2 separate regions of the Tachysurus vachellii genome follow, and region 2 is linked to region 1. The links are chromatin contacts, called in public Hi-C maps. All regions are on one chromosome and are shown on one strand. The core of a region is the stretch at or near the end of the contact, and the rest is flanking DNA. Distances in the headings are between cores, read along the strand shown.

Evidence for each region. A called contact is a pair of places that touch in the nucleus more often than the background predicts.
Region 2: a contact with region 1 is called in a Hi-C map of blood, with 5 times the contacts expected there. The contact joins the promoter of creb1b here to the promoter of LOC132850601 in region 1. A contact is called at or near these places in 3 of 3 Hi-C or Micro-C datasets (blood and muscle).

The regions. Positions count from the first base shown.
Region 1 is chr8:6,162,722-6,168,110 of HZAU_Pvac_v1, reverse strand. It overlaps LOC132850601, which reads right to left and starts at 2,869. Exons shown (of 8, transcript XM_060877242.1): 1 at 2,636-2,869; 2 at 1,970-2,296; 3 at 1,551-1,886; 4 at 1,352-1,462; 5 at 497-559; 6 at 224-307. The coding sequence starts at 2,201.
Region 2 is chr8:6,339,423-6,344,811 of HZAU_Pvac_v1, reverse strand. It overlaps creb1b (cAMP responsive element binding protein 1b), which reads right to left and starts at 2,987. Exons shown (of 9, transcript XM_060875943.1): 1 at 2,822-2,987; 2 at 21-156.

The DNA of each region.
Region 1 (5,389 bases), core at 1,620-4,119:
TATACATAATTTAAATTATTTATTCCTAATATATATATTGCATTCCAAAAGTATGTATGTAAGTAACTATGTAGTAATATTAATAATACAAATATTGAAACAGCATGCCTTTACTTAAGATATTTTCACATGCACAGAAAATGTAGAACAGTAGAACAGTACAGGGTCTGAGTGACATGAGCAGGAAAAAAGGAATAAATTAGAAACTGCTCTCTAGTATTACCGCGATCAAGTTCCACTATGGTGACGGAGGCATAGTGGAGCTCTTCTCCTTCTTTTTCTTCTTCTACTCTAAACATGTCAGCACCTACAAAAAGAAATGACAGCTGTAATGCAGCCTGTGATTAGGATAAATCTCATTACCTTAAGTAACATTGATATTATTCACATTTTACACATTTATTATAAAAACAAAATGATTCATCTACGCTTCCAGGTGATTGCTTCAACTTAGGTTTATTAGGTATATTGCTAGTAAAAGTACTACCACTGTTACCTTGAGATGAATGTGAATGGGATGGATCAACTCTACACTTCATCTCTATCACAGATGGTCCATCTAGAGTAATACACAAGGGGGAGAAGTTGTACTTCCCAGAGCATCCTTTCATTACGGTATGTGAGTTGTTCTGTGCCCCAAACTACATAATGTGTATTATTTTATAATACTAAATAAATAAAGACATCACTAGTGTACAGACCTCTTTTCCTGCTTGATAATGATCTGGTGCAGTTATTGTCAGATCTCCAGTGTTGCAAAGGTGTCATGAAAAATATTTTGGCACTTTAGGATACAGTACACACTTTGCAAATCATGGCATCGGAAATCAGGTAAAAGCAAAAAAATATCAAGATGCTCAGTTTATTGATAACAGCTGTATGGTAGACACTTTTAAACGGGAGTTTGGAAGTTATTGGTGAATTCTGAACACAGTCCATTATAGAACTGGGTGCACACTCATGCAACCAGGTTAATGTAATATTTTTGTGATATTTTACTGCTAGTATTTCTTCTAATGATTTTTTACTTGAATTTTTTTGGTTGCTCTATCACATTAAAAGTGGAAAAAGATCTGTCATGATTTCACAAAACACAAAAAGCTGAAGTTTTTACAGGAGTGTGTAGACATTTTATATCCAGTTTCATTAGCTGGTGACTTCCAGTGTGGCTCAATAATGTGTTCTCAGGTAAACCATATTTCAGAGTATTTTTAACTCCCCTATTTTACCACCTTAAAAACCTTACACACTGCACATTAAGCTAAACGTGAGTTATGCTGAGAATGAAAGGATCTTGATTATTATCCTTTTTTTGATCGGAGCAGTATTTATAAAAAGCAGGTTAGTTTACCTGTGGAAGATTTTCTTCGAGTGTAGAACAAAAGAGCCCCAAGCAAAAGCACCACACACCCGGACACAGTGAACACAATGATGATGATGCTACGCGTTTCCATACTGTTTCCTGTAGAGATGTGATGCATATTAACCATAATGTGCATGAAATGGAGAATAGATTGAATGCTGCTTGAACACATGTAAAAGAGCATTACCCTGGCTGGTGGGTTCTGTGGTATGTTTAGGTATAGCTGAATGAGGCTCTTTTCTTAATGATTGAATCAGGTGGAGAGTTACTGGAGCTACAGCTCTGAGTGTGTTCTCACTAAACACAACGCACTGGTACAAAAGCAGGTCCTCCCATGCACTGTTCAGTGTTACACTGACTCTCCTCTTTGGGTCTTTTGGTGTAAGGACTTCCTGTTTAATTAGCCTTGCTCTGTTTCTCTCCATCTTCAACCAGGAGAGAGTAACTCGCTCTGTCACGTCAGACAACTCACAGCTCAGAACCACTGACTGATTCCTGATCATAACAGCAGGCTCTGCAAAGACTAAGATTAATAGTTGTCAGAACATAATACAACCTTTTATCATACTGAAAATAAATATAAAAATGCATTGACGGGTTACAAACCTCTTAGTGTGTGAAGTGTTAAGGATGAATAGGTGACGTTATCATTCACGATACATTTATACGTTCCACTGTAATTGAATTTCACGGGTGATATGTGGAAGATGAAATCATTTCCATTGTAGAATGTAGATAATGGCTTCTCTGGGATAATTGCACCATATACTTCCAGCTTTTTGTCTTTTTCTGCAGTTATCATTACTTCTATTTTTTGGTTTAGCTCTCGGGTCCACATTATTCTGTTATAAGTCCTTTTGGAATTGCAGATGAGGGTCAAATTACTACTGTTAGAGTTTTCTCTGTATAGAATATACTTTTTTTGTTCTGCATCTAGAAAGACATCAAGCACACACTCTAAATACACATTTATGAATTTTCTTTATCTCTATGTTGCTAACTATAAATATAAGACCTCAACATGCAGCACAATAACCAGGACAGTAGAGAGTCACATTTTTAGAGGAAATGTTTTGATTTTATTTTAAAGTGTATGCTGATGAATTAACACTTTAAGTAAGTAATTATTTTTTTCTAGCAAGAATTTTATTCCTAATTCTAATTCTATTTAAACAATACTCAAGTGAGATATAAATACCCCAAAATAATAGTTAAGTATAATATCAAATTAAAATTCAAGTATTCTCCCATTTACATGGAGAACATACTCACATTGTGTCACTTTAAGTGTTTGATTTTTATAAATTTGTTCCTTTCCCTGGTGGCTTCCTGTGCAGTGGTATTTCCCATTACTGTGATGGTTGACATTGTGTAAAATGATGTATGCAGTGTTGTTGTAGACCAGAGTGCTGTTAGGAACGGATGCGCCCTCTCTCTGCCACTGAACAGTGGAGGATTGTGAGAGGTCAGACACCTCACAGCTCAGTGTCACATCAGTTCCATGCTGGACTTGTGGAACTGAAAAAACAGAGAAGGTTATCAATAACTCCTGGCAGAAAAAATCTTTTGCTAACACATTTGTTATTTGTCATGTTGCCCTGACTAGAGAAGAATTTATGTGACAGCCACTGATTTTAACTCTTAACCCTTGTATGTTGTTCATATTTTTGTTACTCAGCCAGTGTTTGTGGGTCTGGTGGACTCGCTTCATTTTTAGGTTTTTAATTCAACACAATCAAAAATTTTATGTTAAAATACTCTACAGATGTTTACTTCATCCCAATTACAAGCAATATAAACAGCATATATGGTTAATATTTATCTTTACCTTTATTACATCACATTTTTTAATTAAAGTGCTACTCGTTTTTTGTTGTTTTTTAATAAAATGTAATAAAAAAAAGAAAATCAAATTTAATCAAGTTATGAGTGGGAAAAAAATCAACAAATTTACAAGGAAGCAAAGTTTTTCAAAACTACTGATGTTTATGAGTATGGGTCCCACAGACCCGAACAACATACAAGGGTTAAAGGGAGTTATGTTAGAACTGGAGGACATCTGCAGGTTTGCATATAACCAGTTTCACTTCATATGTATGGTTACAGTTACAGTGATTTATCATATTTAAACACCTGAAACACTTTACTAATAGTATCGCTGCATGCGTAATGACAAAGTAAAATACTCACCTTTAGTCAGCTTGGCTTGAATTCTGTAACAGAATATTAATTCCCAAATAAAGACACTTATCGGTGTGAGGTACATGGTTGTAACTACTTTATGAGGAAGTGAAGATAAAATGTCCTATTTTTGCATGAATGACTTCACATGAAATGAAAGCTGAGATTACCCTTTAGAATTCACAAAAATAAGCCTAGAAACACCTGGTATATAAATATATAATATATAATATGAAGCTATAACATGAAGAGATAAGGTGTGTTGGGCACGGTAGTAATTTAATTAGTAGTAAAAAGTTGTAAAAACTTTTGAGGTCAGTTCACTTTATAAACATCCTTTTGAAGTAGATATTTTTCAAGCCTTAATTGTGGAAAACAAAACAAAAGGCTGCTGTGGAGATTCACCTTTAAAGTATCACTACAACACTAGTACTTTGTACACATTTCTGTATGTTAAATGCTGGAATCTCACTGGCTATTTGATTATTGTACACATGCTTCTCTGTGACTTAATTAGCTTCATGGATCAAGATATAAAGAAACCCACTACTCTACTTTATGCTTCATTGATTTCTTGGTCCTACATCTTTCATCCTTCCATAAAATGAAAAAGTTGTCTATCTTTTAGGACAAATCCATTCTTTAAATTTGCTCAGATTAAACAAAGAGAGCAGGGATACGATACTTTTCTATGTAGCATGTTATATAAGCATACAATATAACTCCAACTCCTATAAAAGGTGATTATATCCAAAATATAATAATAAAATGCACTAACAAAAAAGCTAATAAAACATTGGGTAAAGGAAAACACACAAAACTCAAGTCTGGAAACTGCTGGAAAAATTAAATTGTATATTGTGACTCATATGTGTAATTGCACATCAAATATAATTCTGATTAAAATTGTGGATAAAATATAGAAATCCTTTTAATTAAAAAAAACAAAACAAAACAAAACAAAACAAAACAAAAATATATATATATATAATCCCTCCCCCCATCATTCAGAGGCGATGCTTCACCATTGCTTTGAAAAGTGTATTGCGAGAACTTTCTCTGAACTGCACGGGCGGCACACACACACACGTCCAGCTACAATAATGTATCATATTAATTTGAAACAGCAACCCAGAATATTTGTCACAAGCATTGATTAAAACAATGATGACAATCACATGAAAAAAAACGACTTAAATTCTGGACCTTTGGCAGTGAGGGGGGTTCGTTCGAACCCCCGAACCCCCCCTGCCTATGGCCTTGGGATATGTGATCATTCAGCTACAAGAGCATTAGTAAGATCAGACTCTGATGTTGGGTGAGGCGGTTGGTGTTCCACTTCATCCCAAAGGTGTTCAGTGGAGTTCAGGTCACCACAATCAAGTTCTTTAACTCCAACTTGCCAAATTTTGTCTTCATGGATCTCACTGTGTGCACAGTAGTACTGTTATGCTGTGACATTTTTGGGTCTCTTGTTCTTAATGCTACAGTGCTAGACCATTGTGTGCTTCCAACTTTGTGGCAACAGTTTGGGGAAGAACCACAAATAGATGTGATGTAAACATATTTCAAATAATGACTGACAATAACTAACACAACAGGACAGGCATATATAGAGCAGCACATCTCGGAAAAACAAGGGACAGCCGAGAAAGCGAAAAAACACATTAGAAAAGGGCGTAGTATCGCCCACGATGGAATAACACAGTGATACCTCAATAAACCACTTACTATTCCCACCAGGTGGTCTGGCAAGGAACTGTCCCAGTAACTCCTAACAGAAACCATAGGTGTAATAACAGTCAGGCATATAACAGGTCAGCAAAGTAAACAGTAAGAGTAAAC
Region 2 (5,389 bases), core at 1,738-4,237, 180 kb before region 1:
CTAATTTCTAAAACGCCCACCTTTATTTATAGCTGCAGTCTGTTCATCCTACTTCCTGCCACATGCCTGCTGACAGCGCCTTCCGCCCGCAGAGAAAAAGCACAGCGGCGAATCAATGCTCTCAACCTCGGTGAACTTTAAAGCAGCTCATGTGTGCTGAGACAGGAAGAACGTGTGTTAGTGCTGTGTACATTTAGCTTTTTCTCATGAACACGCCTGGGTTAGTAATCAAACCCAAAGAAAGTGGTCGTTTATTTCTGATCAAAGAGAAGTGTAAAATAACCTGAACAGGGATTCCCTGACACTCCTCTTCATCTGGACTTAAGATTAATAAAGACTGTTGCAAGCGGGTTAGTGTAGGCCATGACCTGGGTTAGAAAGTGCCTTTAACTGCAGTCTTTTAGGGCTGGAACAGAAATGCCTTGCCAATGACTACAACCCTATAAGAACTGGATTTTTACTGGAAAGCTGGAGTACAGGATACAAAGAATGTGTGCATGCAACAACAAAAGACGGTTGGGTTGTGCATTTATTACTAGAGCATCGGTGGGATTTTTTTTTAATAAATACTGCATGTGGAAAAACTACACAATATTTTTATCTTCTATAAAATGAAAAGGTACAAAAAAAAAAGTGATTAGTGTATGTATATAAAAAGGGGTCCAAAAATCTGAGAGAACCACAAAAAAAAACGGAAAATCTATTCCTTCAGGTGAAGCACATGCTCAGACGACACTGTGATGGGTTTGATCAATCATGGACAGTCAGGACAAAATCTAGACAAAACTGTGCATGGCAGCCTGAGTGAATACTGTTATTAAATGAACAAAATCCAGTTACTCAGAATTTCTGAAATCCATGAAGACATTTCTAAAAGTTTACTTTTCACTCAAGAAATTGGCGACAAAATTAATTTGTAATAATTACAATTTTTTTTAAAGTATTAAATTAGAACACAATACAAATCAGACAGATTTTCACTAGCGCTTTCAGATATTTGGACCCCACTGTGCTGTATATAGATGTATGTAAAAGGGTTTGGGTATGTTTTCTTTAATATAAAGAACACACTCTGTTTTATAGTTTCCTACCGAAACCAGAACGCACAACAATAAAATTTAGTTCGCGTTTCCAGGGTTGTAGTTTTAAGTTACTGAGTTCCTATTCTCTTGGGAAAGCCTGCATATTGGCTATGGTCATGTGGCGTGACCTACTAATGCCCAAGCACCTTACAACAAGGGCTTATGAATCTGTATGAAAAAAAAAAGACTTATGCAGAGTTGTACTCATGCAATTTTGATTGTCATGAGCATAAAATGCACTTCCTGTTGCAAAAACACTCCCATGTCTGCGCTTTATACAGAAGCTGTCGGTGATGATGACTACAGCCGTCCTCCAGCAAAGATTATTAAACCGACGTGGAAATCTTATCCTGTCCAAATAGCACTCATGACTACAATCAACTGCTATGATCATGCACGGATACAGAATATCACATTTAAGACACAGTTATAGACTATCTAATCTGATTATTCTGTAGATTAACCTCAGCGCACCAAGCAGGCGAGAGAAAAAAAATCTTCATCTTATATAACATATGAAGCACAGAATACAAACTAGCTACCAGAGCAGCCAGGTAACACCATGCTTCTAAAAATTCACGGCCTTTAAATGAGCCAGGGGTTCATACATGACTTCAAATCCATGTTTTATCATTTTTAATCATCATATTGTGGTTAAGGGCAACTTTCCGTATTTCTTTTTGGCCTTGTAGCTTTTAAATGTCATTGTATTTTTCGGAATCATCTTATTGTCTAACAAATGTGCCTGATTTCCATTAAATGCTTGGTGACAAAAGAAAGAACAGAAACTGGTGCATCTATTCAGTAAACAGAGGTGATACGATACAGAGACCTGACAACACACCAAATGACTAGAAAACTATCCTTGTCTGTGCAAATGATCTCTTGAAGGCTACAAGACCAGGCCTTAAAAACAACATTACATACACATTTGTAGGTGACAGATACATTATTGAGATCTACATCAGTAACAATCACTAGAAGGTCCACTGATTTATAATCCTACTTTAATTCAACATGATCTCTGTGTGACAGAACACTACTACGTACACTGTCCATTTATTTTCTTTATTAAAAATCACTACAAGACATTTTTACAGACGTCTAACACTATAACCTGGGTCTGACTGAACCATATTTATATCTTGCCACGATTTTAACTCTAATAATAATAAATAATAATTAGATTATACATTAGCCACATAGCCTGCTATTTATTATCCAATCCGAATATAAATTTAAATACAGTGGTCATTTTGTCGGTTTGGCCGAATTATAACATTAAAGATAACGCGTTCTGTTTTACACTAAACAAACAAAACAAAAACATTGAACCTATTAGGAGAGACTAGTTTAGTTGCCTGGCGACCTAGTAATCGTGCTAATATTTTAGCTAGGTAGCTAACGAAAGTGGCTAGTTAGGTTAGCCTGACGAAACGCTCACACCCGGAGATGACACAACGATATCAAACACACACACGCGCGCGCGCACACACACATCATTGTTTGCTCGTTTCCGCTGTGCCCTAAACTGTGCTCGACTCGACATTTCCCCCTCTGCTCTGTAACGCTGCCCGTTCCCCCGTTTGTGTCGTCCACAGGCTCCCCTCCCTCCTTGTACAACAACCCCGCCGCCATGATCTCTTTGTTTCCTACGGGCCGAACCCGACCCGAGCACTGTCTTATCCGGGACATGCCCGCGCTCTCCCTCCCCGCCGGGACACTTTGTCTTCTCTTACCGATACACACTCCTTCCGTCACTCGCGAGCCCTCGGAGCTCCACTTTTATTCGGGCCGACACGTAAGAGACCGCGTCAGGCTACACCTCCGCCGCGTCACCGACAACAACAACGACACACTCGGAACTGGGGAGACGGAAAGCCGATCAGAGGCAGCGCCACTGCCGAGAATAGCCGAAGTGTACACGGAACTTACCGAGCGGTAAACGAGAATAGCCGAAGTGTACACGGAACTTACCGAGCGGTAAACGAAAATGGCCGAAGTGAACTCGAGTGTAAGCGAAATTGTACGAAGACTATCGATGATTGTCGAAGTTTGAAGCATGATTCTCGATAATTATACATTTAGCTTTAATATTTAAAGGATCATTAGGTCAGATTTATTAAGGTAATTTATTAAGTAATATTTATTGAAATGTTAAATTAAAATTGAAGTCTCTAACGGTTAATTAGGTGTCCACAAGAACATTTTATTTATTTATTTTATTTTATTGTATTGTATTTAAATTAATCAATTAATCAATTAATTAATTTTCTTTTCTTTTATTTTATTTTATAATAAAATTAATAAATAAAAATAGATAAAAAATATAAAAATATAAAAATAAATAAATAAATAAATGAATATATTTATTTTTTATTTTATTCCTTGAGCCAGACCTCTATTCACAGCTAAATAAACATAGCTAAGCCCAGATCCCGGTTTGTAAAATCAAACTACAATGAGCATACATTGTTTTGCCATGATTTATTATGTATAATAAAACAGCCATAAGTTTAAAACCATTGACAGGTAAAATGAATAACATTGATTGTCTCATTACAATGTAACTGTCAAGGTGTGGGATATATTAGGCAACATGCTTACCACTGTGGGGAATAAGCCATAAGACCTGTTGTTTTAGAGATTAAGTCCTAGTCGTCAAGCCATCACAATTTGATCCTTGTCAAAAATCCATACACTTGTCCATTTTTCCTGCTTCTAACAAAACCACTCCAAGAACTACGTTTGCTTGCTGCCTAATGTATAATGCTGCCCACTCTTTGCTATGTGCTATTTAAATAAGATAATCAGTGTTATTCGCATCACCTTTTAGTTTTAAGGACCCATAGGAAGCCATTTAGATAAAAACAAGCATGCTGGACCAAAATGCACAATGCAATCCAAACATACATTCTACACCACATAATACAATTTTACTGAGGCTTTGGCTTTTTTCAAACAAAATAAAGTATAAACACACAATGTTATGGCATTTGCCAGACTATTTGAAAAAGATTACTTCTAGAGGTATAGTGGGTAGTATTGCTGGTACACAGCCCCACTGTCCCTGAGGGAGGATCATGAAACTAATGCAATAATAAATAAATAAACAATTTTCTTTTCAAACGTGCGCGTGACTCCCCTGCAAACCCAGTTCCAACTGTAGATCTTCAAATCAAGTCAAGAAGATTTTATTGTCATTTCAACCATATAGAGCTGATGCAGTACATAGTGGAATTAAATAATGTTTCTCCAGGACCATGGTGCTACATAAAACAACAAAGAGCTAAGGACTTAAGTCCTAGCCACACAATGTGCAATGTGTGCAACCTAGTGCAACAAAACACTACAAGACAAATACACAAAATACTACTGACCAGTGTGCATACTGTATATTATACTGTACTTTGTGCAAAACTAGAAAACTTGTAAACAGAGAGGGTTCAATAACATGTACATACTCATGTAGTAGCTGCAGTTTAATAAGGTATTGAAATGTGTTGTGCAAAACAGCAATGTGGTGTGCAACAGAACTTGTTACTGTCCCTGATGAGCTTGACCCCATGACAGTTACAGTCCGATGCAACAGCCACATACAACTAGTGTGGTGTGTCCAGACACAGTCAGTGCCGTAGCAGAGCTACATCCAGGCACTAACAGTGCTATGTCTGGACAAAGAAACCTCTGTATTTGCAAAATGAAAAATCATATTTCTCTGGCGGACTTCTCGCCTTTTCCATAAGCTGGATACAGGAACAGTAGAGGTGTCAAAAAAAGGAAGATGAAACCTGCCATACACACAGGCACACCAGAAATAGATGAACCAGAACTTGGTGAATTAAGGCCTAAAATAAAAAACAAATAATTGAATCTGAGTGAGAAGTCACAAACCAAAGCTCCATCCAAAACCAATGAGTCAACAATTCTCAGAAAAGGAGAGATCCACCAGGTTCCAGTGAACATGAAGATGAAGACTGTCTTGTGTGTGTAGGTAAATGAGTGCACGCCAGGTCTCCCAGTATACATATGCCAAAACTGTGACTTGTACCTTGTGTGACACACACATACAAAGATGGGATTAGGGAGAGAGAAAGAAGGGGTTAGATTTACTGGTGGATTTGTGGCTGTTCATATCAGTTTATTTAATTTTCAGTATAATTTTAACAAAACAATATTCAGGCTGTAAGTAAAGCACAGACAGTTTACAACAAAATGTGTTATTTTAATATTGGCTAAGGTAAGGAGTGAACTCTCACAGTCACTTGCTCACACACTCAGCTGCTCAACCACTTCCTCACTCGCTC